4 separate regions of the Mus musculus genome follow, and all the other regions are linked to region 1. Evidence: chromatin contacts called from public promoter capture Hi-C data. All regions are on one chromosome and are shown on one strand. Each heading gives the region's core, a stretch centred on a gene start, on an enhancer-like site or on the middle of the called end of the contact. The rest is flanking DNA. Distances are from core to core; before and after follow the strand shown.

Region 1 (6,216 bases), core at 3,569-6,068:
TTTCATGAGGACACACTGCTTCTAAGATACTGATGTAAGTGAGCTGCGTAAAGCTGGACATTATTAAATGTTTCCTAGGAAGGACACATTAGTGTTGTCACAGACTCAGAGGCAGAGAGACAGTATGTATACCTCTGTATGTATGGATCTCTGTATGTGGAAGAATTAACAGATTTTTCAGGAATACTCAGGGCAATACTTTAAAGAAAATATTTGTCTCAAAGAGTTTAAATTTTTAAAAAAAATGTAGCTTAAGAGCCTCTACTGCTACTGACAGCTGGTGGCTTCTGGGGAAGGGAGAACCAGTTTTCTTTAGAAGTGTGGCCCCTGAGATGTTAACCGACCACTCATGGATAGTCCCATACCCATGAGTATATACAGGCAGCACAAAAAGTCACAATATTGGGAGGTGTGGAGAGGTGGACATAGAAGGTGAATATGATCAAAATTCATTTTATAAAATTCTCAAATAATTCATGTTATATTAAATTACAATTGCCCCAAAGCAAAATTCTGGAATCTTATTAAAGAGGAATATTCCAGAATATAAATCTCCTCTTTAATATTGTACTGGCTAGTTTTATGTCAACTTGGCACAAGCTGGAGCCTTCAGAGAGGGAGCCTCAACTGAGAAAATGTCTCCAGAAGATCCTGCTGTAGGCCAGCTTGGGGGGCATTCTCTTAATTGGTGATTAATATGAGAAGGCCCAGCCCATTATGGGTGGTGCCATCCCTGGGCTAGAGGTCCTGAGCTCTATAAAAAAGCATATGGCTGACCAGACAATAAGGAGCAAGCCAGTAAGCAACACCCCTCAATGGCCTCTGCCTCAGCTCCTGCCTCCAAGTTCCTGGCCTGTTTTGAGCTCCTTCCTTGTGGACGGCCACCTGGAAGTGTAATCAGAGATAAACCCTTTCCTTCCCAAGTTGCTTTAGTCATGGTGTCTCATCACAGTAATAGCAACCCTAACATAGACAAATATCAAACAACGTCCTCCAAGGCCTTCACATATGTAGGGCTATCTCTATAGGAAACATTCGAACACCTGTCGATTGGGACCAGGGGGAGTAGATATGGATTAAAATGCTAATGTGGGCAAGACAGTATCAGCACGTAGAAGCTTCCAGAAGCCAGAAGTTTTATCTTAGAGAAGACCAACCCCGAGCTGAGGACTAAATCCTATGTCTGGTGAGAAGAGGGTTCGAGTAAAGGCAGGTCCAGCACCAGGATATGCAGTGCTTAGCTTTAAACCCTGCCCTCCTTGCCCACACCCACCCTCCCCAACTGTCCTAAACAAGCTCAAGTCTAGAATAGGTTTGCCACCACAGAACAGTGGGTAATGATGGTCCCAGTGACTGGGAAACAGTTGTGTAAAGATGATGTGACAGTGACAGCCTGAGAACACCACTCAAATGCCCCTCTGTCCTCATCTCTATCCCAGTTACTCAAGTTGTCACTTCCTGGTTTTCTATCTTTCGCTCCTACATCCTCAGACCGTGAGGTTTGGTTTTGGTTTGTTTGTTTTTTTTTTTTCGGGGGGGGGGGTTTGTCCTCCATCCTTAGTCCCCATAAGTCTACTCTTCTCTGCCATTTTAAAACAACCTGCCCAGAAGCTCACAGGGTTAAATGGTCCTAAGGAAAAGTAGCCTTGGTGGAAAGAGCAATAGAAAATACTTAAATCAAGGGCAAATTTCTAGATGGGTATGTTCTGTAATCCCAACACTGAGGGGACTTGGGGAGAGACTGAGGCAGAAGGACACCCTCTGTGACATGGGAATTAGGAGTCTATAACAGTAACTCATATTCTCCTGCTGTTGTTGTCTCTGAGGCTTACTGCCTCCATCTGCTAACCTAGGCCTAGGCCTAGAACCTTCTAGCTACTCTAGGCTTAGAATGCTTTCAGCCTCTGAAACTTGCTGCTAAATAAGCTCACAACTTTCTAGTTCTTTCTGAGCTCTGATTGGCTGGCTCACCTCAGCTGTCCTGGCTCAAACTCCTCTCCAGGCTGACTGGTTCCATCCAGTTTCTCCTTAATTACTCGGCTACGCCTGCAACTAACTCAGGCCCTCTGTTCTAATCTTCTGGCTCATTCTGTCTTCACCTGTGTCTACCTTGTTCTCCAACTTTCTTCTGTAAAACTCTCCCTGTAAAACTGCCCCTCTCTCTCTGCACTGTCTCTCCAGTAGCTTCCTTCTCCTTTCTCTTCTCAGGAGAGTTAGACGTATCCTAGTCTGTCAGATCTTTCTCTGGTTCATCATTCTGTCTGCCACTCAATTAGACATCACTTTCAAACATGAGTGCCTCCTTCTACAAACTACTTTACTTTCATTGTTTGGGTTTAAAGGTGTGTAGTAAAGGTCTGTCTGTATTCCAGCCCGAGGGATAAGAGGTGTGGGCTAAGGCTGAGCTACACCACAACTAGAAACAGCTTTTTTTCAGTAAATAACACAATCTTGGCGTTCACAATAAGATTAAATATCTTGCATCAGAGTTCAGCTTTGGCTACATGAACCCTGCCACACACACACACACACACACACACACACACACACACACACACACTTACAGTGAGCCAGTAACCTGACACATTTTTATAGTTCTGGCACTTTTAGAGGGCTGAAACAGGAGAACCAGGCCAGCCTAGGCTACATAGTAAGGTCCTATATCAGATGGGGTAAAAATGACCTAGGGTATAGGTCAATAAGAAACTTACCCACACTTGCAGGGCCCTGAGTTTAATCCTCACACTTCAAGAAGAAGGGGAAGAAAGGGAGAGAGGGAAGGAGTGAGAGGGAACAAGATAGAGGGATAGAAGAGGAAGAACAGCCCAGGGAGAGGCCTGGGGTGTAAAGGTGTTTGCCATGAAAACCTAGGGACCTAATCTGAGTTTGATCCCCAGGCCCCACATAAGGGTATGGAGAAAACCAACTCCACAAGGTTGTTTTTTGATCTCTACTCATACTACATATACCTACACACACACACACACACACACACACACAAATAAATATATTTTTAAAAACTTGTCTAACTTCTTTCAAAAGAAAGCAGTGAATCGCTGCCAGGTCTATTTCTATGTTGTTTTTGGTTTTGTTTGAGATTCTTGCCCAGGTTGGCCTGGAACTTGAGATCCTCCCATCTCCACCTTCCTAGGATTACAGGCGTGCAGGTGCGCAAGGGAGCAGCCCGGCCAAGCTCTTCATCCAGGTATTAAGGCATTGATTTACATTCTGGGCGCCATCAGTTAAAACGGATATTCCCATGAGTCACCCATGGGGCCCTGAAAGATAGAGACGGTCAGTGATAGGACAGAAATAAAGTTGATAGAGATGAGATAAGATGGTAGAAGATAGGTAGTAGATATAATATAGATAGATAGATGATTGACTGACAGCTGGATAAGCAAATGAGAAAGAAGGACGGGGAAGGATGAGGGAGTAAGCAGAAGACAGAATTTCCACATTAGAAAACAATAGCTCAGGTCATCTTGTGCTCCTTAAGATGTCCCGGCCCCCTTCTAGTTCCCTGTCCATGAGCTCAGAAATAACTGACTGTTGAGTCTCTCCTTGGGAGTCTATGAACCACCCACAGCCAGACGAATGCAAAATCCAGTCAAAATCCCACATGACACCTGTCAGGTGCAGGCAGAGATCTACTTCCCAACGGAGACCTGCAAAAACCTAGCCCGTGACACCAGTGGCTCTCACAGAAGGCGAGGCAGCACAGTTCACCACAGGAGCAAAGTGCACACTTTTGATATTTCTTGACCATTCAACCACAGGCAACCACGGGAAAGGACAAAGGTACAGCTAATTCTGCAGTTCTGTAAGAGAGAAAATAGCAACAGCATTCTGACACCTCCCTCCAAAGAACTCTCAAGGAAAAAGCCTGAACTTGGGACTGGTCTGCAGGCAGAACAACAAGTAGCCAAAACTATAAGCAGGGACATGAAGCCACTCCTTTAATAGCTACCAACCAATACTAGTTATTATGTGTTGCTACACGTTGATAGACTTTCAGACAGCTAGGCAATGAAAGATATTCTAAGCGTTCTTATTTTTTAAAAAAAGAAGCAATAAGGAGAAAGGGGAATCATGAGAACAGAAATTGGTGTGTCAGATGAACTTGGGCTGTTAAAGTGACTCAGCCTCCTGCCTTGGGACACATACACACAGGAAAGCAGGGTGCCTTGACTGACAAGGTTTCTGCCTCGAGAGATTTAGCCTAGCCCAGTGGTGCATGCGAACCAGCCTCCTTGCCAACCCAGGCCAATAGTTATCCGTTAGTTACTATCATCTTGGTAAAACTCTTGTCTGCGTTCTTAATAAGAATAAGCTGCTTTCACGCTGGGGTATTTGGCAGGAGGATCAAGAGTTCAAGGATAGCCTCAGCTAACCTAGAAATTTTGAGGCCAGGATGAGCTACACAAGACCTCCGTCTCAAAAGCATAAGAACACAGTTTTCGCAGGTTCATTGCTAGTATTCAATGATGCCAGGCACCTCTGGCCTGCGCTGACAAAAGTGACCCCGCACCGATTTAAGGCTCTCCTTACTGCTTGGCTAAGCCACGGCCACCACCTAGTCTACTGCCAGACTAGCTTCGGAGCCCAAGTGCGAAGCGCCTGGAGGAGCGAGGTACAGCCTGATGCCCACCCGAGGCACCCACGGCCGCCCGCGGGAGGTCCCGCGTTCGGGACGCTGCCAGGGCGCCAGCCATTGCAGCACGGCGCCACTGAGACCTTTACCTGCCTACGATCACCACCCCGCCCGCTGCTGGGGACGCCATGGCAGATCCGGGCCTGGCTGTACAGCTGCGTTAGCGGAGGGAGCGAGCAAAGCAGAGCGGGTCGCGCGCCAGAATAAGGCTGGGCGCCTGGGTGGGCGTGCCCAAACCTCATGAGGACTATCCCATTGGCTGACAAGCTCCGGGGAGGGGCCAAGGCGCAGGAGAGGCGGAGCCCTCGGGGAGAGACTTCAGGAAGGCCACTGGGCTCTAGCACCGGGGAGCGTGGGACGGTGGATGCAAACAGGGAAGACCAGACACTTCTGAGCTGAGCAATTTTTATTTTTAAGTTTCTAACAGGAAACCATTAAACCATGAGCGGATACTGCCAGGTTGGCGCAAAGGTTCACCCCAGAGACACTTTCAAGAAAATGTTGCTTTAAAGACGTTAGCACCAGTTTGTCACTTTAAGGACTTTTGTTCCACTGTTTACATTCTACTCTACACTGGAAATCCAGGTCTGGTGAGATACCTGCAGCCTGGCTTCACTGATGTGAACGGAGGCCCGGATACTTAAGGGACAAGCTACAAATGGAAACTCCGGATATGTTACTCTGAGAAACGGAAGGACGAATTTGAATTCCTTGTAGCGTACCACAGCTTCTGTGTGCCTTACTTCCTCCTTCCAGAGGCGTGCAGTGCCAAATGTGTTAGGAAAAGAAAAAGAAAAACCAAGCAGGGCGTGATGGAATGCACCTGCTCTCGCAAAACCTGGGAGGCTGAACCGGGAGTTCCAGCCAGGCTACATTCAGAGACAGCAAGACCCTGTTGCAAAAAAAAAAAAAAAAAAAAAAAAGGCTAGTGCCCTGATTACACTTGGGTCTGAGACCAGAGAACGAGAGGCATTACACTGCATGACACAAGTTTTGTGCCCACAATCGGAAGTGGAAACACTTTGAGGCCAGCAGTTTGGGAAAAGCTGAAATCAGAACACACTCACACTGACAGATTCAGGAGAGTAGACACTTGCCTTATTCCCACCACCTTGTCAGGGATTCGGAAAGAGAAACCTCTGAGGCAGTCAGGTTTTTAAACAGTTCCACAAATTATCAATAAACATTTGAAGATGCCGAGCCCCGTTTAAATGAGATGAAAAGTGGCACGAGGAAAACACCTTTTACCCATCAGATCGGCCAAATTACACTGATGGCCAGTCCCTCTCTGCAAGGGAGAGTGTACTGACTGGTTTTGTGTCATCTTGACACAAGCTGGAGTCATCAGAGAGGAAGGCTGCTCAGTTGAGGAGATGCCTCCATGAGATCCAGCTTAAGGCATTTTCTCAACTAGTGATCAAGAGGGGAGGGCCCATTGTGGATGGCCAGTAGGCAGCTCCCTATATAGCCCCTGCATCAGTTCCTGCCTTCGGGTTCCTGCCCTGCTTGAGTCCCTGACCTGACTTCCTTCGGTGACAAACTGCAAGACTAAACCTTTTCCT
Region 2 (6,730 bases), core at 3,639-6,138, 730 kb before region 1:
TTATGCAGTACAGGATCTCTGTTCCCACTGCAACCCTTGTCTCCCTTTTCTGTGATTTCTGCTGGAATAACCTGTCATGGCAGAATTGGACTCCCTTTTGTTGGGAATCTAAAAGGAACAAACCACCAAGAACAAATATTCAGAGGAAATTTTATTTGCAGCAAATAAGGAAATGGGAAGCACTTCCTAAGTCACCGGTCCCCAAGCTATGCAAGCTGTCATTTATTAGGACAGGGGAGACTTTCGGGAGTGTAGAGGGAAAAAAATTAGTAGAGTCATCGTATCTAAACACAGAAGGAAGTAGTTGTATCTTAGAAGTACTTAGACCTTGAAGAAATCATTGTAGAAACAAACAGTGATTGTTTTCTGTGATTTATACGTCCCCCCCCCCCCCCCCGAGGGAGCTTTACAGCCTTTGCATGGCTTTAGTTACAAGCTGGTCCTGGCAAACATGGAATGTCTTGTGTTAGTGAGTACTGCAAAGAGTGCACAGTAAGAACTGAGATTCCAAGCGTGAGGAATTCCTTCAAGGAACTCAGAGATCGGATCTTGGTTTTGGTATGAGGAACTTGTTTTACTCTAAAAATAACTTTTGATAATCAATAAATACCCTTCTGCATGGCTGTTGGAGGTTCAGTCCGTCAGAGGCTGGACCTCTCGGATGCCTGCAAGGCTGTGGTTCATCCTGCAGTCACCCTTTTTCTTTGATCATCCTTGTGACCGAGATACCAACACAAGGGGCAGAGCCATCAGCGCAGAGGTGCTGCAGAAATGAGGCTTGGGCTCCTCCCTGCCTGGAGATTTGGATATGGATGAATGGAAGAATTGCACAGGCAGTAAGATAGCTCGGTAAGTAGACACTTAGCAAGAAAGCCTGTAGACTTGTGTTTCTCTCCAGAACCCACATGAGGATGGAATGAAGAAGTGGCTCCACAAAGCTGTCTTGTGGCCTCACACATATTATGGACACACCCACAATAATAATATTTACTACTACTACCACTACCACCACCACCACTACTACTACTACTACTACTAATAATAATAATAATAATTATTATTATTATTATTATTATTATTATTATGAAATTTATTTGTAGTGTTCATACTCATTTTATTAGAGTGTTATCTAAGACATGTTGGGAGCAACCTTGTTTGAACATTAACTTCCTTGTCAGCCATAAGTGCTTACTGGCACAAAGTCTTGGCCTCTGTGGGAAAGTACTAGCATAGTTAAGAACAAATAGGTATAGATCTTGTGGACAGGTACCTAGCAACCCATTCTGTTCTATTCTTCCTGTTGAACTTTTTACCCAGCCAATATCCTGCTCTTGGGAATAGGTGCATTCTCCCAGAAACAAAGTGGCCCCCCTTCAGCCCCCTTACCCAATATCCTGCTTCTATGAGTATAACCTGTGTGGGAACAATAAACATTTGTCAGCTTGATCAGACCTCCTGGCTTGCTGTCCATTCTTCGTGTCTCTTGTGACCCCATTCTCTTCTAGGTGCCCCCCAGTCTCTGCTGACTGTCCCACAGGTCGGGACAAAGACAAATATTTATTTACAACTTGAAGACCCCAAACAAAGACAAGGCACAGTAGTAAATACTTATAGTCCTAGCATTTGGAAACTAAAGGCAGGAGGATTGCTATGCATTTGAAGCTAGCTGGGTTATGAAGTAAGTTGTTCCAGGCTAGCCTGAGCTACATAGCAAGACCCTGTTTCCAAACAAGTAAATAAGCATTTGCCATGTTTTTATAAATCTGCAAGTCCCTTTCATTTCTGTCTTGTGATGTGAAGAAACAACGTTAACTAATTGTTCATATTCTGGATTTGTCAGCCCCTGCTCACCTTTCCTTTTATGAGTTTCATGTTATTATGTTTTGCCTGCGTGTATGTCCATGTGACCATACATGTGTGTGGTCTGGAACCCTAGGAGGCCAGAAGAGGTCATCAGATTATTAACTCTAGCGAGAGATCCAGCAAAAGTCCCAGTCTCTTTGAATCTGAGAGATAGCTTAATACATTGCCAGAAAACAAAAATTTCCCTACCACAGACTTGTTACTGACTTGAAATTCAAAGCAAGAAAAATATTTTCTTTTTTTCTTCTTTTTTTTTATTAACCTTTACAAATTCTATTCTCAGGGTTTTTCAGCTTAATTTTCTGCAAAGAATGAATTAGGCATAAGAAAACGCTGAAAAAGAGCTGCGGTGTCCAGGAGCCTTGGGACTTAAAAATATTAGAGATATAGACTTTATTAGATCCATAAACAAAAGAATTTTAAGAGGCAGTCATGATAGAAAATAACAGCTACAGTAACTTCTGCAAGTCACCCTCTCCTGAAGTTGCTTCAATTCAGTGTGCCTCGTTCTTGGAAGCCTCATCAAAATTCTCCACCAGATCTGGAACTTCCTCCTCCTCCTCCTCTTCCTCCTCCAGGAGCAAGTGGTGCTTTTCCATCCACAGATTGTTTGGGCAGAACTTCAGCCGGTCTCCTTAAACTAGTCAGACCGTCTGCACCCAGCTGGTTTAGGATGCTGGCAAGCATTTCTGTCAGCCGCTCTGTCTCAGCGTGGCCTGTAATGGTAAAAGTGCCAGAAATGCCTCAACTTTAGGGTTGTTAAAATGATTCACTGTTCCATGGTTTGTAAACATGTTCACCTCTTCATACCAGAGATATTGTTTACCCCTAACTTCTTTAAGGAGAACTGCAGGGTTTTTTTTTTTTATCATCTGCCATGCTGTTCTGTGAAATATCTCCTTCTTTCTTCAAAAAGCTTCTTTTCCACCAATGGGCATTTGTGCCTGCAGTTTGAATTTTTGCTGGTTCACAGTATTTCTTTCATCTTTTTGGAGTGGAAATGGGGCCTGCATGGGGTACCTCAGTTTGTACTGAGGGGGTCTCTGGCAGACCAGCTGAGATAAGGTACACAATTTGGGGACACAAGAGGCTAGAGGGAGGCTGGAAGTAATGTCAGAAAAATATTTTCTTAAGTGACGTTTCCTAGCAGTATTGTATGCACATAGAACAATTGTTACTTATTCATAATCTGCACAAATAACTTCGTTATATCATTCTCTGATGTATGCTGATATGTCTATGTTGTCTTCCATCTATATCTGATATCTATGTATTAATCTATCTAAAGGTGTTTTTTAAACCAGTCTGGCTTTGAAGACTTCACTCTCCTGCCTCAGCCTTTGGAAGGCTGGGGTTATAGGAATGTGACCTGTTTTAAAGTTAGTATGTCTCTCTGGTGAAACTTACTCCACACACTTAGATTAATAAAGGAGAGAGCTCTTTAATAATACCATAAATCTGGCTCTGGATACTGCTCAAAGAGGAGCTAGTTGTGAACAGATTTTTTACTAACTTACACTCATTTTCGGCTTATACATGCCACATAAGCTATTATTCTGAAATCTCTTTCAGGTTCCAGATGCAGGTTACTCTTGGAACAATTTTAATACAGACAGGAGACTGAAAGTCTAGTCACTCAGGCAGATACAAGAGGTACACAGCGAAGATAGTCAGAATTATTTCTAAGCATATACACCAGTGTTGTTCTTTTCAAATAGTTGTTATTCAGGGTCCTCTTGCCTACCTACCAGCAGAGTTAGGCTTTTCCTCACAAGGGCACAGGGGATTTAATGGCAAACTAGGACTTAATGATAGGTGTGACTTGGGGCTCAGCCATTGAGCTGCCCCTTAGAGGCTTTTTTTTTTTTTTTTTTTTTAATAAGGTGGATAGGCTTAATGGCTGGTTGTAAGTTAGGGTTGTCTCCTTTTGTTGTGGAAATGGAGTCTAATTGGAGGTCAATCTTAGTGCACTAACGTTAACAGAAACTTTCTCAGCAACCCAAAACTTCAATGTTGGCACAAAAATGTCTTTCCTAGAGTTTGTAATAAGCCTGGTAATTCTCTTCCAATCATATCGCAGGCTCGCTTCCTAGTGACTCCTTTGTAGCATCAATATTACTCGTTTCTCTTGCATCAACCCCGCACCTGCTTCTGATATTTTCAATTCAATAAGAAGCAAGGGAACTTGGGAACAAACACATAGGTGGTTTTGGCTTGGTTTATCAGGTGTGAATGATCCAATTAATTAAGTATAGCCCAAATGGGGCCAAGCCAGGCAACCTGGGCTCTATCTTTTGAAGGAGAGAACCAACTTTTACTCAGCTACTAGGACCAAGCCTCCAACCATCACCTGCCAGACAAACGCCCTATCACTGAACTACTTTCAAAGCCCAACAAGTAAATCCCATAAATTATTACTTGATACAGTGTCTTGCTGTAAAGATTGGCCTTTCTCCTGACAGAAGAGAATACATATTGGGGGAATTCTCTCGCTATGTATGCCCTTGGAAATTAAACTCAGGTCCTCATATTTGGCGACCAGGGCCGTAATCTGCTGAACCACCTCCGGGTCCCTATTCTCTATCTATAAACGCTACTCACTAAAATGAAATATCCCTATAGGCTATATGTAATTGATTCGACCGCAGACGCCATATAAGCCAGCCAAAACCATACGAAAGGATTCCTGGGCAGCCATTCCGCACAGGCGGGTCTCGCTAACACTGGGGGTCCCTTTCCCAGAATCCTCATGGTCTCCTTCCGACAATCCAAACAACAGGTCTCCTCAGGCAGCGGGCGTCACCGGAGTTTGGGAGGTGAGGTGCTAGGACCGCCCCTCGCAGTCTCCCCAGGGGAGCCCTTCCGCTCTTCCCTGAGGCAGCGTTCTTCCTCAGAGTCCGTCGACCCGCCCATCCACTTCCCGTGAACTCCCCAGGGAGCCGGGGAGCGCGCCTTTGCGTGATTGGCCGTTCTGTGTGTCAATCCAGAGCTCGGCGCCCACAATTGGCTGGCTTGCCTCACGGTCGAGTCACGCCGCTGGAGCGGATTAGGGCGGAGCGGCAGGCGCGCGGTGCTGTCCCGCTGTGGGTCGCCGGCGGTTTTTCGCGTTGGTTTTGCACTGCGTCTGTGATGGCGGCGGCGGCTGAGGAGGGCATGAGTGCGGCCGCTCTAGTTATGTCAGTTCCCGACAGCATTGGCCGTTCTCCCGAGTCCGAAGGAGTTGGAGCAGGGGACGAAGAGAAGGACGCAGCCACCAAAGGAACGGTGGCCGTTGGGGACAGCGAGGAGGATGGGGAGGACGTTTTCGAGGTGGAGAGGATCCTGGACATGAAGTGCGAGGGAGTATGTGGGGGCTGAGCGGCCGGACAGGGAGTCTCCGGGGCGGGGACGGCGGGTTGGGAGAATCCGAGTGGGACGCCGAACAGCCTGGAACAGCTTGGGAGGACGGTGGCGGTCCGTAGGCGCAGACTGACATCCTGGAGAGGACCCTGGCCGCAGTCGGTGGAGGATGGATGCTTAGGGAAGTTCTAAGTGTTGTTTTGGCAGAAGAGACGAAGCGGTGACATGGAATGTTGAGAATCGTAGGATGCAAGGCAGCTGGTGGGAGACTTCTGTGGCCTTCAGCATTCGGGTATACGGTTAGGGCCATGGCTTTCCGTTAGGAAAGACTGGAGGATTCTCTACACCGTTGTCCCAATGTTTTCTAAAAGTAGAAAATGCTCCTTGGCTTAAATTCAGGAAATCCCATTCACACCGAGTGCCCGGGACAGTAAAGGTTTCCCAACCCAAAGTGTCCCTTTTCTGCGCGTTTTATGAGTGTAACTCAAGAGATTTAGAGTAAGCTTGAAAGGACAATCTTCGCACATCGTGCTTGAACACTTAACATCCTCCTTGCTGCGAATGTCGTCCCCGGGAGAAATTCTTAGTCTGTATTTCCAAGGCTTGGGATCCATCTGTTTGTGATACCTTTTCTCCCCTCTCTTCCCTTACCCGAGCTCTGCAGAAAAAGGTGCTTTCTCAGTTCTGTCCTTACTCTCTTACCTCTATTTAAGTCATTGTCTTTTATCTCTGTATTTGTCTTTTCTGCTCTAGATTGTGGGCTCCTTTAATCAGGGGATGTGGTTTATAATAATGCTTGAATCACGGACACTTAGTCCAGTAACAGCAAAGGCTGATTTTGTTGTTGCCGTTATCTGATACCGTGTACTGGACCCAGGGTTTCATGAATGCAAGGCAAGAGCTTTACCACAGAGATCTATCTCACGGCTGTGGGATTATTGAATGAGTAAACGAAATGGGAATTTGGAGAAAGGAGAAGATAAGGGCTGTAGATAGGAATCGTGCCTATACGATGGTTTTGTTTCTGTTGTATTTTCTGTCATTTGTTATCTGCCATATGCCAACTTTCATCTTAATTTTTAATCCATTGACAAACTTTTTTTTTTAATGGACTGCTGTTTACCCTGTGCCATGTTGGCTTGATGGTAGACATTTCTTTAAAGTGGTGCTTTTCTCTGAGAACTCCTGTTTTGTTTTGTTTTGTTTTTGAGACAAGATTTCTCTGTTTAGACCAGGCTGGCCTTAAAACTCAAAAATGTGCCTGCATCTGCCTCCTGGATGCTGGGATTAAAGACCACCACTGCCTGGCCTGATGGTAGAGATTTTTTTTTTCTTTTTAAAGACGAAATTCTAGCCTATATTGTTATTTTTATGTATATGGTTGTTCAGCCTTATGTCTGTCTGTGCCACATTTGTGAGCCGAGAAGAGAGCATTTGTTCTCCTGGAACTGAAATTGCAAATAGTTGTGAGCTGCCACATGGGTACTGGGAATGGATCCTAAATTACTCTTAGCCACAGAGACAATGG
Region 3 (6,963 bases), core at 3,914-6,413, 510 kb after region 1:
CTCACATTGTAACTTGCTAAGGTTTCGGAGTCTCTAAGTTGAATGTTTACTTTCTTCTTTCCAGGAGAGAATGTTTCAGTTCAGGGAGAATTGGCTACACATCTCTAGTACAGTGAGTTATTGTGTCTGATTTTCTGGAAATCTAAACAGATAGCTTGTGGTCACTTGTTCATTGATCAGTCCAGGAATGAGTTATTGATGGCCTGTAAGCTATAAACAAAGTCTGGACTCAATTTCTGTCATAGGAAACATATATTGATGTCACAGTTCACACAAAAGGCTTAAGAGTTCCATGATCAGAAAGGATCAGGCCCTTAGGGAACATAGAGATTCACCATCTCTGTGGCTTGACATTTCTGTAAGGTCATTCAGATCGACAAGTTTCTAAAAGCAAAGCAGAGTGGACCTGTTGCCATGGACACAGAGGTGCAGGTGGGGAGTGTTTCAAGAGGTGGCAGAAGAGGCTATTGAAACGCCCAAGTAGCTCTATATTCTTGTCTATGCTAACTCCCTTTGGGGGACACTTAGGTGGGATACATACTCTGTTGTATGTAATGACTCAGTTAAAAATAGTTTCCTCCTTAGATCATAAGATTCTGAAGAAGGAATTACACCTGATTTGTTTACCGCTGTGAGCCTAGCACAATGTCAGGCACATAAAAGATACCATACGATAGTCATTGATTGAATAATGCATGTACATTTATAAGTGATATGGAATTAAGGAGGTCCATGCTTTCCTTATGAAAAATTTTAATCTTATGATTTCAATCATCGAGGTCTTGCATACGATGGTTAGATTTAATTATCATCTTGATATATAAACGATAGTCTCTGAGTAACTGCTAGATGGGACTGGCTTGTGAGCATGCCTATGAAGACCTTAATTTATGTGGGAAGACCCAGCTCACTATGGGCAGCACCATTTCCTAGGCATGGGGCCCTGACTGAGTAAGAGGGGAGAAGTGGAGCTAAACACAATCAATCAAGCAGCAGCATGCATGCACTCATCTCTCTTTACCTTTGACTGTGGATGTGATGTGAACCGGTGACTTCCCTGACATGGTCTGGAACATGGAATTGTGCGCATATATAAACTCTTCCTCCCCTGAGTTGTTGTTTTTTTTTCCAGGTCATTTTATCACAGCAACAGAAATGAAGCTAGAACCAGTGCCCTCCATTGTGTTATTAGAATGCTGTTATGCTTACTCTACATTTTCAAATAGAAGAGACATTTGTGACTAGAGATTGAACTATGCCAGAGAAAGTGGTGGGGTTTGCTGTTGCTTGTGGTGCTGGTAGTGGAACCCAAGGCCTTGAACATGCAAAGCAAGTACTCTACCATTAAGCTTCATTCCCATCCCCAGAACACAGTTAAGGTTAAATTGACTTTGAACTCTGTGTTCAGGTTTTCAGTTGGCGTACTGATGAGGCATAAGAAGCTGGAGGCTTCAGTCTTGGAAACTGGGGAGCCCAGGGATAGTTCTAGCTACATCATTGCAGAGGGCATCATGGAAGGAATGCATATGAAAGGGAGAGAGTGATTTAAACTCTAGACACACTGTCTTCTAACTATTCACCTTCATAAGGACTCCATCAAGGAGCCACGAGAGTATTTTAGTCCTTTCTGAAGGCCCCAGCACCCCACCTCAACTCAGTGACCTAGCTTTCTCCAGTTAGTCCCAGTTCTTCCAAATCCTACCACCTGTGGGAACTAAAGGGGGCAGGGGAGGGAGGACAAGGGAGGATAGCCCATGTCCTGCCAGAATTCCTCCTATGCTCTGGGCAGGCAGACGTGGGAGGGCTGTCAGATGCTTTCCACTCGGTCCCGGGTGGTCATCTAAACCACTGACCCCTCTTGATGGGGGGTGGACAAGGGGCATTCCCTGACTGGGTTCCCTGGGGGCAACACCCTGTAGCCCTGGAGTTATGGGAAAGAGGGCATAGAGGGAGAGGTTCCCATACAGGCGAGAGTCTGCACAGCGGGCCTTGATGAACAGAGACAGTCTGTGGTTTTAGAGCTTTATTGTAGAAAGGCAGGGAGAAAGAGAAAAGGTAAGAGAGAGAGAGACCGGCCATGGCCAAGAGGAGAAAGGGGAAAGGAGAGAGAAAGAAGAAAGGCTAGAAAGTAAGAAGGAGAGAGAGGAAGAGAGTGAGAGAGAAGAGAAAGGAGAGGAAAGGAGAAAGTAAGAAGAGTATAAATATAAGAGGAGTAAGAGAGTGAGGTGAGGCCAAGCAGGCCCTCTTATAGTATGCTGTTATCTTTTCTGTTGCTAGTAACTGGGGAGGAGTCTAGCCTGAAGGTCAGAAGCTTGGGACATTGTCTACGTGACTACTAACCATGCTTCTCTTGTGGGGGCTGAAGGGGCAGTAACTTGGACAGGAGGCAGGGTTCTAGGAGACATGAGAGAACTCCTTCCATCTCATGTAGGTGAATTATCACCACCGGGTCCAGGGGTTCAACATCTAGCCTTGACCGGAAACCAGGTTGTCTGTGCATAGTCCAATGCCCCACAACCACCTTTAAACATCACTCCACTGGGGGCCAAGCTTCAATCATGCATTTTTGGGGATGTCAAATGGCATCCAGACCATAACAAGGTCTTTAAGGGTTTAGTAGGGAAAATACAGATTGTAGAATCAGATATTTGGGTTCAAGTCTCCATTTCATCTTTCATTAACAATGGATGTTGTAGATTTTGTCTATTATCCTCAGACTAGGTTCTGCTACTATATAACGAGTGCCATTTTCATAGCATTTGTTATGGGGATTAAGTGAAATTTTATGCATAATACATGTATATATGGGTAGGCTTGGTATGAAATAAGTAGCTGGGCATGGTGGCATGCACATTTAATCCCAGTACTCAGAAGACAAGAGGCAGGCAGACCCGAGAGTTCAAAGCCTGGTCTACAAGAGTGTGTTCTAGGACAGTTAGGGCTACACAGACCCTCTCAACAAACGAACAAAAACAAAATAAAAAATTCTTTCACACAGAATTCACAGCACCAAGTCTTTAGACTTGCCACACCCTGGTGAATGTTTACAAGTGCTCAGAAGCAGCTGCTGTTGGGTGAAGGAAGAGGAAGGAAATGAACTGTGGCCTTTGTTCTCTGGGTGGCGGTTTGAATGAGAATGGTCCTCAAATGCTCCTGGAACTATTTGGAAATGACTAGGGGGCATGGTCTTATTAAACTAAGTGTGTTGCTAGGGTCTGGCTTTGAGGTTCAAAAGCTAGCCCATTCTGAATGTTTTCTTTCTCCCTTCTTCATGGTTGTGTCTCAAGATGAGAGCTCTCAGCTACTGTTCCAATGCCATGCCTGCCTGCCTGCTGCCGTGCTTCACACCACGGTGGTCATAAGCTCTAACCCTATGGCAGTTTAAGCCCCAAATAAGCGTTTCTCTTTGCAATTTGCCTTGGTGATGGTGTCTTATCACAGAAATAGAAGAGTAACTAAGACAGTCCTCCCTCTAGATAGGCATCTATTTTTATTTCCTGGCTCAGGGTCATTTTATCATACTCCACATTAAGTATTGTAACAGCAGAGCTGGAGAGAGGGCTCATTGGTTAAGGGCACTGGCTGTTCTTCCAGAGGACCTGGGTTCAATTTTCAGCACCCATACTGCAGCTCACAGCTGTCTGTAACTCCAGAATCCAACACAGACGCACACGCAGGCAAAACACCGGTGCACATACAATAAATAAATTAATTTAAAAAGCATAACAGAAAATTTGATTAAAGAAAAAGAAGTGTTTGAAATAGGTATTAGGGAATTTTAACCAGAGAGAGCACTGGAGTAACACAGAGAAATCCCTGCTGGAAGCAACTATCATGTTCACGGCCTGAGCATAAAGGCAAGAGGTTGGAGTTATTGTAGTCTAGAGGCTTGAAGGAACAGTCAGTCCTACGCGATTAGGAAAGGATGCCCAGAGGAAAAGGCTAGTGGGGCTTCGGAGAGCACAAACAATGGAGTTGGTTCTAGGCTTGCCAAAAAAAAAAAAAAAAAAAAAAAAAAAAAAAAAAAGCAGCCAGAGACTGGTACTGCAGGGATGATGCAGGGATGCAGGCCGAGACTGGAGATATCACAGGGCTTGTTTTCCAACCCCAGGCTTGAAGCCTCCCTTGTACTGCTCACTGTGGGCAGAGGTCAGGATGCTGCCAGCCAGCAGGTAAAGGCAACCAGCATCCCCAGGTCGCTGCCTAGCATCATAGAGCCCAGTGTGTATGGAAAAAGGAGGCTGGAACAGTGAGACAATCCCTTTTCCATCTGCAGGATCCTGCAACTTAATTTATACACTGTCTTAATTAGGGTTTCTATTGCTGCAATGAAACACCATGACCAAAAGCAAGCTGGGGAGGAAAGGGTTTATTCAGCTTATACTTCCACACTGCTGTTCGTCACCAAAGGATGTCAGGTTTGGAACTCAGACAGGGCAGGAACCTGGAGGCAGGAGCTGATGCAGAGGCCATGGAGGGTTCTGCTTACTGACTTCTCAGTCTGCTTTCTTATAGAACCCAGGATCACCTGCCCAGGGACAGCACCACACACATGGGCCTGATACTCCTCCATGATCATTAATTGACAAAACACCCTTAAAGCTGGATCTTAAGGAGGCATTTTCTCAATTGCGGCTCCCTTCTTTCAGGTGACTCAAGCTTGTGTCAAGTTAACAGAAGACTAGCCCAGCATACCCTCTCACACTTGAAGTGGTCGCCAAGAATTCAATCATATAATCTACTTATCCCTCTTCATGGTGCTGGATATTTATGTGATTTCCAGATTTTAGTCTCTGAAATGATGCTGTAATGATAGTTGATAAAATTATGACTCAATATATTTGAGGAGAAAATAGTCATAGTTTGTCTTTTTCTGGGCCTTAGAATTAGTGTTTTTCTCACCATCAAATACTTCTCACAAATCCTCTGCAAACCCGAATGCTGTAAGCAAAAAAACGTCATCTCTCACTTCACTCTCGTGGAAGGAGGATCGATTCCACCAAAACAAAGGCACACCGCCATCAGAAAAGCTCTGGTGGTGAAGACTCGGAAGGAACTGCCCCGGGCTTCATTTCCTTCCTCTTCAAATACAGCCCGTCGCCAACCAGCGGGCAGCAGGCGCAGTCTTCTGAATACTCACCAGGGCGTGGCAGTTCATGCTGCCTGCAGTGTTTTCTTTCAGACTGGCCTTTGAGACAGTCCTTGCCTTGCTCCTACCTTCTTCCGTGCGGGTGCCTGGGCATGGTTTTGGGATGCAAGGGCGCCATCTTGTGGGACTTTCGTGTTGAATTCTATTTCTTTGAAAGCGTCCGCACTGAGACTGCGATCACTTTTCTCTTTTTGTCTCAATTATCCTACGGTGCTGACGAGGTTGTACTGTGTCACGCTCTCTCTCTTTTTTTTTCGAGACAGGGTTTCTCTGTATAGCCCTGGCTGTCCTGGAACCCACTCTGCAGACCAGGCTGGCCTCGAACTCAGAAATCCGCCAGAGTGCTGGAATTAAAGGCGTGCGCCACCAACGCCCGGCTGAGGTTGTACTGTCAATTTGAACTCCACATTTTGAGAACATGTATTCTTTCTTATGATGATTCTTAATGTGCCTACATTAAAAAGTAATTTAAATTAAGATTTTATTTATGTATTTATTTTTACTTATTTATGGGTGCGAGGGCCATGTGGAGATTACAAGGCAACTTTTGGGAGTCAAGTTCTTTCTTTCCAATATGTGGGTCCCGAGGACTGAAATCAGGTCATCAGCCTTGACAGCAAGTGCCTTTAGTCACTGAACTATCTCATAGGCTCTTGAAGTTTTATTTATTGGAGACAGGGTTTCTTTATGTAGCCCTGGCTGTCTTGGAGCTCTCTATGTAGGCCAGGATGGCCTTGAACTCAAAGAGATCCATAGTGCACATGTATGTGGCAGTCAGAGGACAACTTGTAGGACCGTATTCTATCCTCCCACCAGGTGGGTTCCAGGGCTTGAACTCAGATGGTCAGGCTTGGTGGCAAGCACCTTTATCTGCTGGGCCACGTCAGTAGCTCTAGTTGCTGATTTACATAAACTGTGGTCGGTCTAGGTCTCACCCCCTGCGTCTTCAGCTTACTACATGGACTTATATTCCTGCTGTTCAGTTCTAACTCAGTGCCATCTTCCTTGGCACAATTTATTTCTTTAGTGGTGGACACTGGTGCAGGCAGTCCTGACAGGAAGCCCTTGGAGCCACCCTCTGACCGTTAGCATGTTTCTCTGGGGACATTTGGCCAGGAGGCAGGCTTGCTCTAAGTTTCCTTAAGATTGTCAGTGTGTAGCCAGCAGACACAGGGATCTTGTTTCCTGAGTCCATGCTAACACTCCTAGATCACATCCTACTTTTTGCCAATCTGGTAAGTATGGGTTGGTGTCTTGTCTTAATTTGTATACTGCTCAGAGCTTTCTTGGGGACTCAGGCCAATCTTTGTGCTCTCTCCCCTCTCAAGGTGAATGCAGTCATCAGCTGCTTCTTCCCTCTTCTCCCTCCTTCTGCTCCTCCCCTCCTTCTGCTCCTCCCCTCCTTCTGCTCCTTCCCCTCTTTCTGTCCCTCCCCCTCCTTCTGCTCCTCCCCTCCTTCTGCTCCTCCCCCTCCTTCTGCTCCTCCCCCTCCTTCTGCTCCTCCCCTCCTTCTGCTCCTCCCCTCCTTCTGCTCCTTCCCCTCTTTCTGTCCCTCCCCCTCCTTCTGCTCCTCCCCTCCTTCTGCTCCTCCCCCTCCTTCTGCTCCTCCCCTCCTTCTGCTCCTCCCCCTCTTTCTGCTCCTCCCCCTCCTTCTACTCCTCCCCTCCTTCTGCTCCTCCCCTCCTTCTGCTCCTTCCCCTCCTTCTGCTCCTCCCCCTCCTTCTGCTCCTCCCCCTTCTTCTGCTCCTCCCCTCCTTCTGCTCCTCCCCTCCTTCTGCTCCTCCCCCTCCTTCTGCTCCTCCCCTCCTTCTGCT
Region 4 (6,578 bases), core at 2,931-5,430, 600 kb after region 1:
CACAGTTCAGATCCCCAGAGTCCATCCAGATGCCATAAATGTCAGGTCAATTGGATATGGCGGCCTGTACTACCAGTTAGAAAGGCAGATGGGTTTCTCAGAGCAATCTGGCTAGCAAGATCAGACAGAATGTGCAAGCTCTAGGTTTGACTGAGAGACCCTGCCTCAAAGAATAAGGTGCAAGAGTGACTGAGGAAGATTCCTGACATCATCTCAGACTTCTACATACACACCCATAAACACATGCACACATAAATGCAAACTACACACACACACACACACACACATACACACACACACACACACGGGGGGGGGTAGGGGGAGAGGCACAGAGAGAGACAGAGAGAGAAAACAAGAAAAAGAATTTAAAACAATGGACTTTCGAGATGGCGCACTGGGTAAGGGCACTTGCTACTCAGACTGAAGACCAGAGTTTCGAGCACTAGACTCCCATGATGAAGGAAAGAACAGACTACAACAGAACTCTATACACACAGAGCAGTTGGACTCACACATATGAACACAAATGAATGGAATAAAAAATTTAAAAGTAGTTAATAAGATAGATGTGGTCCTTAAATCTTGGCTGGAGATCTTGCCCTGCAGGGTGTAGTGTATTTCCAATGTTTTTCTGAAGCTGACTGATAGATACTTTGCTTTTTTAGTTATCAATGCAAACATACAACACACACACACACACACACACACACATACACACACACACACACAAGTATTTAGGGATGCTTCAGAAATTGTTGGAAATTATGTCCTAATTACAAGCAAGATTCATGTAATGACTTTCTAAGATCAGTAACTTAAAAATTTCATATCAAATATTTAAACACAATACAATGAACAATATAGTAATTTGATACACACTAAAAAATGATGGTAGAAACACAGTAGATTTGTTTGTTTTTTGTTTTTGGTTCTTAAACCACTATGTTTCTGTAAGAGCAGAAATCTTTGTATGTATAGTAAAAAAAAAGCCACTGCAATTCATTATACACAATTGTCTGGAAATAAAGCCAAAGTGTTCAGACCCTGGATACTGTGTGTTTAGAACAAGGTTCCAGGGAAGTTACATATAACACCAGTGAGTACTGCTACAAACACCTGCGATGCAGTGTGTTTTATGTTTGGTTTCCCCCTCATTGGGTGCTTAGAACCTTTTATTCTTGGCTTTTGCTTTTCTTTTCTATAATCCCACACCCAGTTATGGCCTCATATGCAAGCTAGTATGAGGGCGCCACCCGCAGTTAAGCAGCTGCTCTAGTGTGCCTTGTTTGTACTCCTAATTAGATAAGTTTAAATCACTGGGTACTGGAAACAAAGTTACCTCTTCTACCTAGAATGCTTCCTGTGGGACTGGGGGTGAGGGTGAGGGTGAGGGTGGAGGTTCCAGTGGTAGGTGTCCAAGACTACAGAACTCCTGCAATGGCTTCCTATAGTCCTTAAGATAAGAAGTCCCACTAATATGGCTTAGGTGATTTAATGACACTCCAGGTCCCTGCACACACTGGTCTCATAGCTCACACTTTTGCTGAGTTAAACTTTCTTGTAGATCTCTGAGCAGATATTCCAATTACCTACACTCTCTTTCTGCCAAATGACTCCCAAGCAGCTCCAGGATGACCATTTATTTCTCATCCCTTCAGGAAACCAGGAGTGTGTTGGGTGCTCTTCTAGGACCCTTCAACGGCAGCCAGCATTACAATATTGGATTAAAATTGCCCTCTGCTGTTAGACTTAAGTAAGCTGCCTTTCTAACACTCCTTGTGCATGCCTTGGTACACAGGACTTCAATAGTTATGATGGAAAGATGGGTTACAACCTGCCAGCTGCTTTATAATCTGGATGTCTACTGCTGACCCACACAAACCACCACAGGGGGAAAAAGAAAAGAGCAGGGCACCATTAACACAAGCTCTCCATTTTTATTGGAAAAGTCATTTTGTGTGATGAATGAAAATGAAAGCTAGTCTCATTATTATACTAGATCCACATATATGCAGTAAATAAACATAAAAGAAAGCTGTATGCACTCATGTGACCAAACGGTGTCCAAGGATTAATAGGTGCCCCTTTTAGGAAAATACATTCAAATTACTGCCCTAGAGGGGGAGATTTCAAAACACAGTAATGCTGACTGCAGTAGTTCTCAGCCACTGTAGAGGAAGGGATGCTCACTGTAGGAGTGAAAGTAGAAAAGCCGGGGTTTCAATTAGTCCAAAGAGCAGACCAAGCCGACTTGTGTCAACAGAACTTAGAAAACAATTGATAATGAGTTTGGGTTTCTTTAGTTAGGTGGAAGGTTAAAAAGAAAATGAGCAGGCTAAGTGAGGAAACGCTCAAAATACCACATTGGTGTGAATGATAAGCTGAAGTTACTAATTTAAAGGGAAACAGGCTAGAAGGGAGCCAGAACACAAAGGAAACCAGAGAAAAATCTTAGAACTCAAAGGAGGTGAAATCAGCTTATAAACTGTGGAGGGAATGTGGGTGGGAATTAAATTTGGTTCCTAGATAGTGAGTGAGTCACTGGCTGAAGTTTTTTGAGTTAATAACAAGTCATGGATTGTGACTAAGGTGGCTCTATATTACAAAAATTTAAATGTGGGGGGCTGGGATGTAGTTCAGTAGTAGAACACTTGCCTACTATATTGGAAACTCAACACCAGCAAAAAACAAAACAAAACAAAACAAAACATGAGTTTATTATCCTAGGCACTAGTAGTTTTGGATGTTAAAGTAAATACCACAGGGGGACTAACCTAAGGTTCTGGATAGGATGGAATTGAATATGCAAACAGAAAAACCAATAATGAACAATAAATTTGGTTGACATAGAATGAACAAAAATGTTGGGGCTGGAGAGATGGCTCAGTGGTTAAGGGCTCTTGCTGCTCTTATAGAGGGCCCAGGTTCAGTTCCCAGCACTCTTGTGGTCCCTTAGGATCACCTGTAACTCTAGTTCTAGGGGCCCAATGCAAGCTTATGGCATTTGGGCATCAGGTCTGCATTCAGTGTACACACATACACGCAGGCAAAACACTCATACATATAAAATGAAAACAAATCACAGAAAACATTAAAAAGTAGTCTATAATGCTTGTGTAGCTTTTTCCACCTCTGATGTGGTGTGAGGTTGGAGTCAATGTTTGTATAAACTGTTCAATAATCAAACAGTTACCAACCTTTAATCTGTAAGGTATGCTTTTCTTTTTGTTGTATTTTAATGCTTGAGTTTTCCCACTAGAACTAGGTAACAGAAACCTAGCAAATAAGGAAAATAAAAAACTGCTTTTAATTTTAAAAACCCTAAAACCCAAAACACTGAAATGCCTCTCTCTATAAAAATCTTAGAGAGTACATTCAAACTTTCCAAGGTTTTACAAGACCGGGTTCATCTTGAAGTAGGGTACTTAACATTTGCATCCTGACAGCTCAGGTTTAGGAAAACTTGTTTTGCCGCGTAGGCGGGGTCCACTAAAACATTACGGTTTCGACTTATGTAACAGCTGTCATTGGAATTGATAAAATCTGCAACTATCAGCTGTTTAACTTTTAGAGTTGATATTCTCTAGACTGGGGGGGTGTGTGGCTCACACAGTAGGTCGACGCCACCCTTTTCAACAAAGAAGCGACCAGGGAACTCTTTAACGATGCAGGCTAACTAAGGGGTGCCCAGCCCCCGCAAACGTCAAGGACCCTTCTCCATCCACCAGGTGGGCAGAGGCGTGCCCCAGCCACGCCCACACGCATCCCGGGCGGGGCCTCCCGCCGCCTCCTCCCGGAACCCCCCAGGCCCTCCAGGCTCGTGCCAGGCGCCTAGGGTCTCCTGTGCCTCCGCCCCCCTCCCAGGGGTGCCTGAGGGCGGGGCCGGGCTGAGCCGTACCTGCGCCGACACCGTTCGGGAGCCCTCGCGCGCGGCTGCTTTCACGCGGCCGTGATGCCATGCCGCTCCTGCGCCTGCCAGGGCTACCCCGGCCACAGCCGCTGCGAGAGGGCCGCGAGTCGGCACAGCTCGTCGGCCGGCCGCGAGCCCGCGCCGCAGCCTTCCGCCCCAGGCCGCCAGCCAAGCGCTTCTTCCCGCAGCCGCCGCCATCTTTGCGGAAGCGCCCGAGCGTCGCGCCCCGCCCTCACCGTCTGTTGCCCGAGAACAGAGTTGGGCTCTCGCGAGAGCTCATCACCCTCCACCGTGCTCTGCGCGTGTGTTGCTAGGTGTGGCTGCTTCCTCGACGTTCAAGCGTGGTTTTGAGGTGACCCTCGGCTCCGGTGACAGTTTCCAAGGCAAAGGACATGAGTTAGCTGGTTAACTGTCCTAACAGGTCAGGTCACCACTGTGGGCCAAGAAGGGGCTGCAGGGATGGCTCAGGGGTGAAGGGTGCTTGCTGCCCTTCCAGAGCACCACAGCTGGATTCCGGAGACTTAAGGCCACAGATAAGTCCAGCTCCAGGGCATCCAGCGCCCCCTTCTGGTCTCTACCCCCCCCCCCCCATGAAATTAGACTAAAGGAAGGGTAATAGATTCTGGGTGGAATATATTGGACAAACTAGATTAAGAATAGGGACTAAGAAGGGTGTTGATGATAAATGCGGAATCAAATTAGATTTAGCATGGTTTTTCAGTCGATAGACTTAAACATAGCATCTTTAGCTCTCTCGGGAAAGCCTATGTCAGTCGTAAGTGGGCACATTTAGAGCTGGAGAGGGAAACACTTCTAACAGTAAGCGGCAGAGGGTGCTGGGTATAACCACTGTGGGTGTTGATGCAACAGTAGAATTTCATCCTCAAAGAGGCTAGGGTAAGGGGCTGAAAATATTGACGATATTATATTTGCCCCAAATGTCACATGTCTGATTATAGTGAGTCACTTGAGACAGTTGGTTCAGTGGATAAAGGCACTTCATGCCAAGCCTGCCTACCTGAGTTAGAAGTCAGAGAAGAGAGTCCTATAAGTTGTTTTCTGACCTCTGGTCTGCGCAGTGAGTTCCAGGCCACCCATAACTACATAGTGAAATCCTGTGTCAAAAGGAAAAAAGGAAAGAATATGTGTACATGCTCACCCTTACAGATCTCCGTTTTTTATAGCTAAATGCCCTTTATATTTATTTATCAAGACTCATTTTTTATGTGTATGCCTCTGTGTATTTATGCCACATATGGGTGGGTGCCCCCAGAGTCCAGAAGAGGGTGTTGTAGCTGGAGATAGAGGCAGTTGTGATCAGCCTGATATGGGTGCTGAGAATGGACCTCTGGTGCTCTGGTAGAGCAGAGAACACTCTTAACTGATGAGCTGTCTACTCAGCCCCTAAAATTTGGTGTTTGAATGAAGTAAAATGTACAGGACGTTAGCATTTTGACAACATTTGCATGTACAGGTCAGTGCTGTCAGGCCCTATGCATGGCATTTAGCAACAGCCATTATTTTTCTTTGGATTTTTTTTTTTTTTTTGTAATCTTTCAAAGCTGGCCAACACTTTTCAAGGGCCTATCTCTGTTTGTCTGCTCCTCCCGAGCGCCTGGTCTTTCATTTCTGTTAAACAATATCTGATCCAGACTTCTGACAATGATTTTCTTCAGATCTCCCAGACAAAGCCACTGTATTGTAAACAGTTGCTATTTATTGTATGTTTCCTTTACATTTTGTTCTTACAAAATATTGACTCGTAGCTGTGATCCCACATGGGACTAACAGTAGGTGCACACCTGCTCCATGCCCCTGTCACCAGCCCCCTCTTCCCTCCCCCGCTCATCTTCTCTATGGCAGATGTGGAACACGACCTCAGGGCTGGATGTTCTTTTGGTGGTAGAAAGGATTTCATCCTGGCAGAAAGCTTGGCTTCTGTAGCCTGGGGTCCTCAATTCTTCCTTACCGCTACTGAGTAAACTTAACCTTCCCCTTGTTCAACCTCTGACCTGGCCTCAGACTTAGAACCTTTACTTGGGTGTGTATCAGTTTGATGCCCATGTCAGAGGTGCCAGAACTCCTGATGTACAACAATGGCCATTTCGATGGGTTAACGAAATAAAAATAAAGAAATAGTGAAAGCTGCCATACCAAGTCTAATTTGAGAAGTTAGAGGAAGCCACCTGGATTGTTATTATCCTTTCTTAGTCTGTGCTTGCTCCACCCCAGCCAGTATGTTCTAACGTGAAGTCAGAACTTTCTCACTTTGTCCCAGGTGCCAAAACCTTTCCACCGTGCCTTCCTAGCAGGGAAGTAAGCAGACTTACTGTGCATAGACCTCTCAGCCAGGCCTTACTGTTTGTGTTCCGGCCCTGCCACTGACATCACTGTGATTTAGGGCACCGAGGCTCAGTTTCCCATCTGTAAACAGCCCTCTCAATTTCAGATGGGAAATGAAATGGGATAACTTAGAGGAAGTGATTAGCCAAATGCCTGGCACATGGTGCACTCTCGACAGATGGGAATTCATCTTCCTTAAGATTTGGCTTTCTCCTGCTCCATCATCACAAATGAGCTTGACTACATGCCCATGATCCCAGATCACTAACCCATGTTAATCCGCCCAGACTTCCTGCCTTTTTGTATCTCACCTGATGTGTTTCTG

Evidence for each region. Promoter capture Hi-C pulls out the DNA fragments that hold promoters and counts their contacts. Capture Hi-C pulls out chosen DNA fragments and counts their contacts.
Region 2: a contact with region 1 is called in a promoter capture Hi-C map of liver, with 2.3 times the contacts expected there. The contact joins the promoter of Mphosph8 here to the promoter of Cryl1 in region 1. A contact is called at or near these places in 4 of 39 promoter capture datasets (embryonic stem cells, hippocampal neurons, liver and 1 more), 1 of 484 Hi-C or Micro-C datasets (uterus) and 1 of 9 other capture datasets (liver).
Region 3: a contact with region 1 is called in a promoter capture Hi-C map of hematopoietic stem and progenitor cells, with 5 times the contacts expected there. The contact joins the enhancer-like site here to the promoter of Cryl1 in region 1. A contact is called at or near these places in 10 of 39 promoter capture datasets (the 3T3-L1 cell line, 3T3-L1-derived adipocytes, the HPC-7 cell line and 7 more), 1 of 15 datasets of contacts at CTCF or cohesin (large pre-B cells), 2 of 484 Hi-C or Micro-C datasets (B cells and muscle stem cells), 2 of 115 datasets of contacts at active chromatin or transcription factors (embryonic basal ganglia and pro-B cells) and 2 of 9 other capture datasets (embryonic stem cells and liver).
Region 4: a contact with region 1 is called in a promoter capture Hi-C map of pre-B cells, with 5 times the contacts expected there. The contact joins the promoter of 3110083C13Rik here to the promoter of Cryl1 in region 1. A contact is called at or near these places in 10 of 39 promoter capture datasets (the 3T3-L1 cell line, 3T3-L1-derived adipocytes, the HPC-7 cell line and 7 more), 2 of 484 Hi-C or Micro-C datasets (CD4 T cells and CD8 T cells), 1 of 115 datasets of contacts at active chromatin or transcription factors (memory CD8 T cells) and 1 of 9 other capture datasets (adipose tissue).

Annotation. Positions count from the first base shown.
Region 1 is chr14:57,393,665-57,399,880 of GRCm38.p6, forward strand. It overlaps Cryl1 (crystallin, lambda 1), which reads right to left and starts at 4,819. Exons shown (of 8, transcript NM_030004.3): 1 at 4,744-4,819. The coding sequence starts at 4,784.
Region 2 is chr14:56,663,360-56,670,089 of GRCm38.p6, forward strand. It overlaps Mphosph8 (M-phase phosphoprotein 8), which reads left to right and starts at 4,889. Exons shown (of 14, transcript NM_023773.2): 1 at 4,889-5,205. The coding sequence starts at 4,993. It also overlaps the pseudogene Gm4032.
Region 3 is chr14:57,905,513-57,912,475 of GRCm38.p6, forward strand. No RefSeq gene overlaps it. Among named protein-coding and RNA genes, the nearest start is that of Zdhhc20, 19 kb to the left of the region's middle. Within about 2 kb of position 5,164, at least 286 of the 459 cell types and tissues checked have an H3K27ac peak or open chromatin away from gene starts, as enhancers often do. A contact at or near this core is called in B cells, the HPC-7 cell line, embryonic stem cells and 6 more, where this site is marked.
Region 4 is chr14:57,995,132-58,001,709 of GRCm38.p6, forward strand. 3110083C13Rik (RIKEN cDNA 3110083C13 gene) reads left to right here and starts at 4,181. Exons shown (of 2, transcript NR_166770.1): 1 at 4,181-4,331. Micu2 (mitochondrial calcium uptake 2) reads right to left here and starts at 4,131. Exons shown (of 12, transcript NM_028643.3): 1 at 3,899-4,131. The coding sequence starts at 4,108.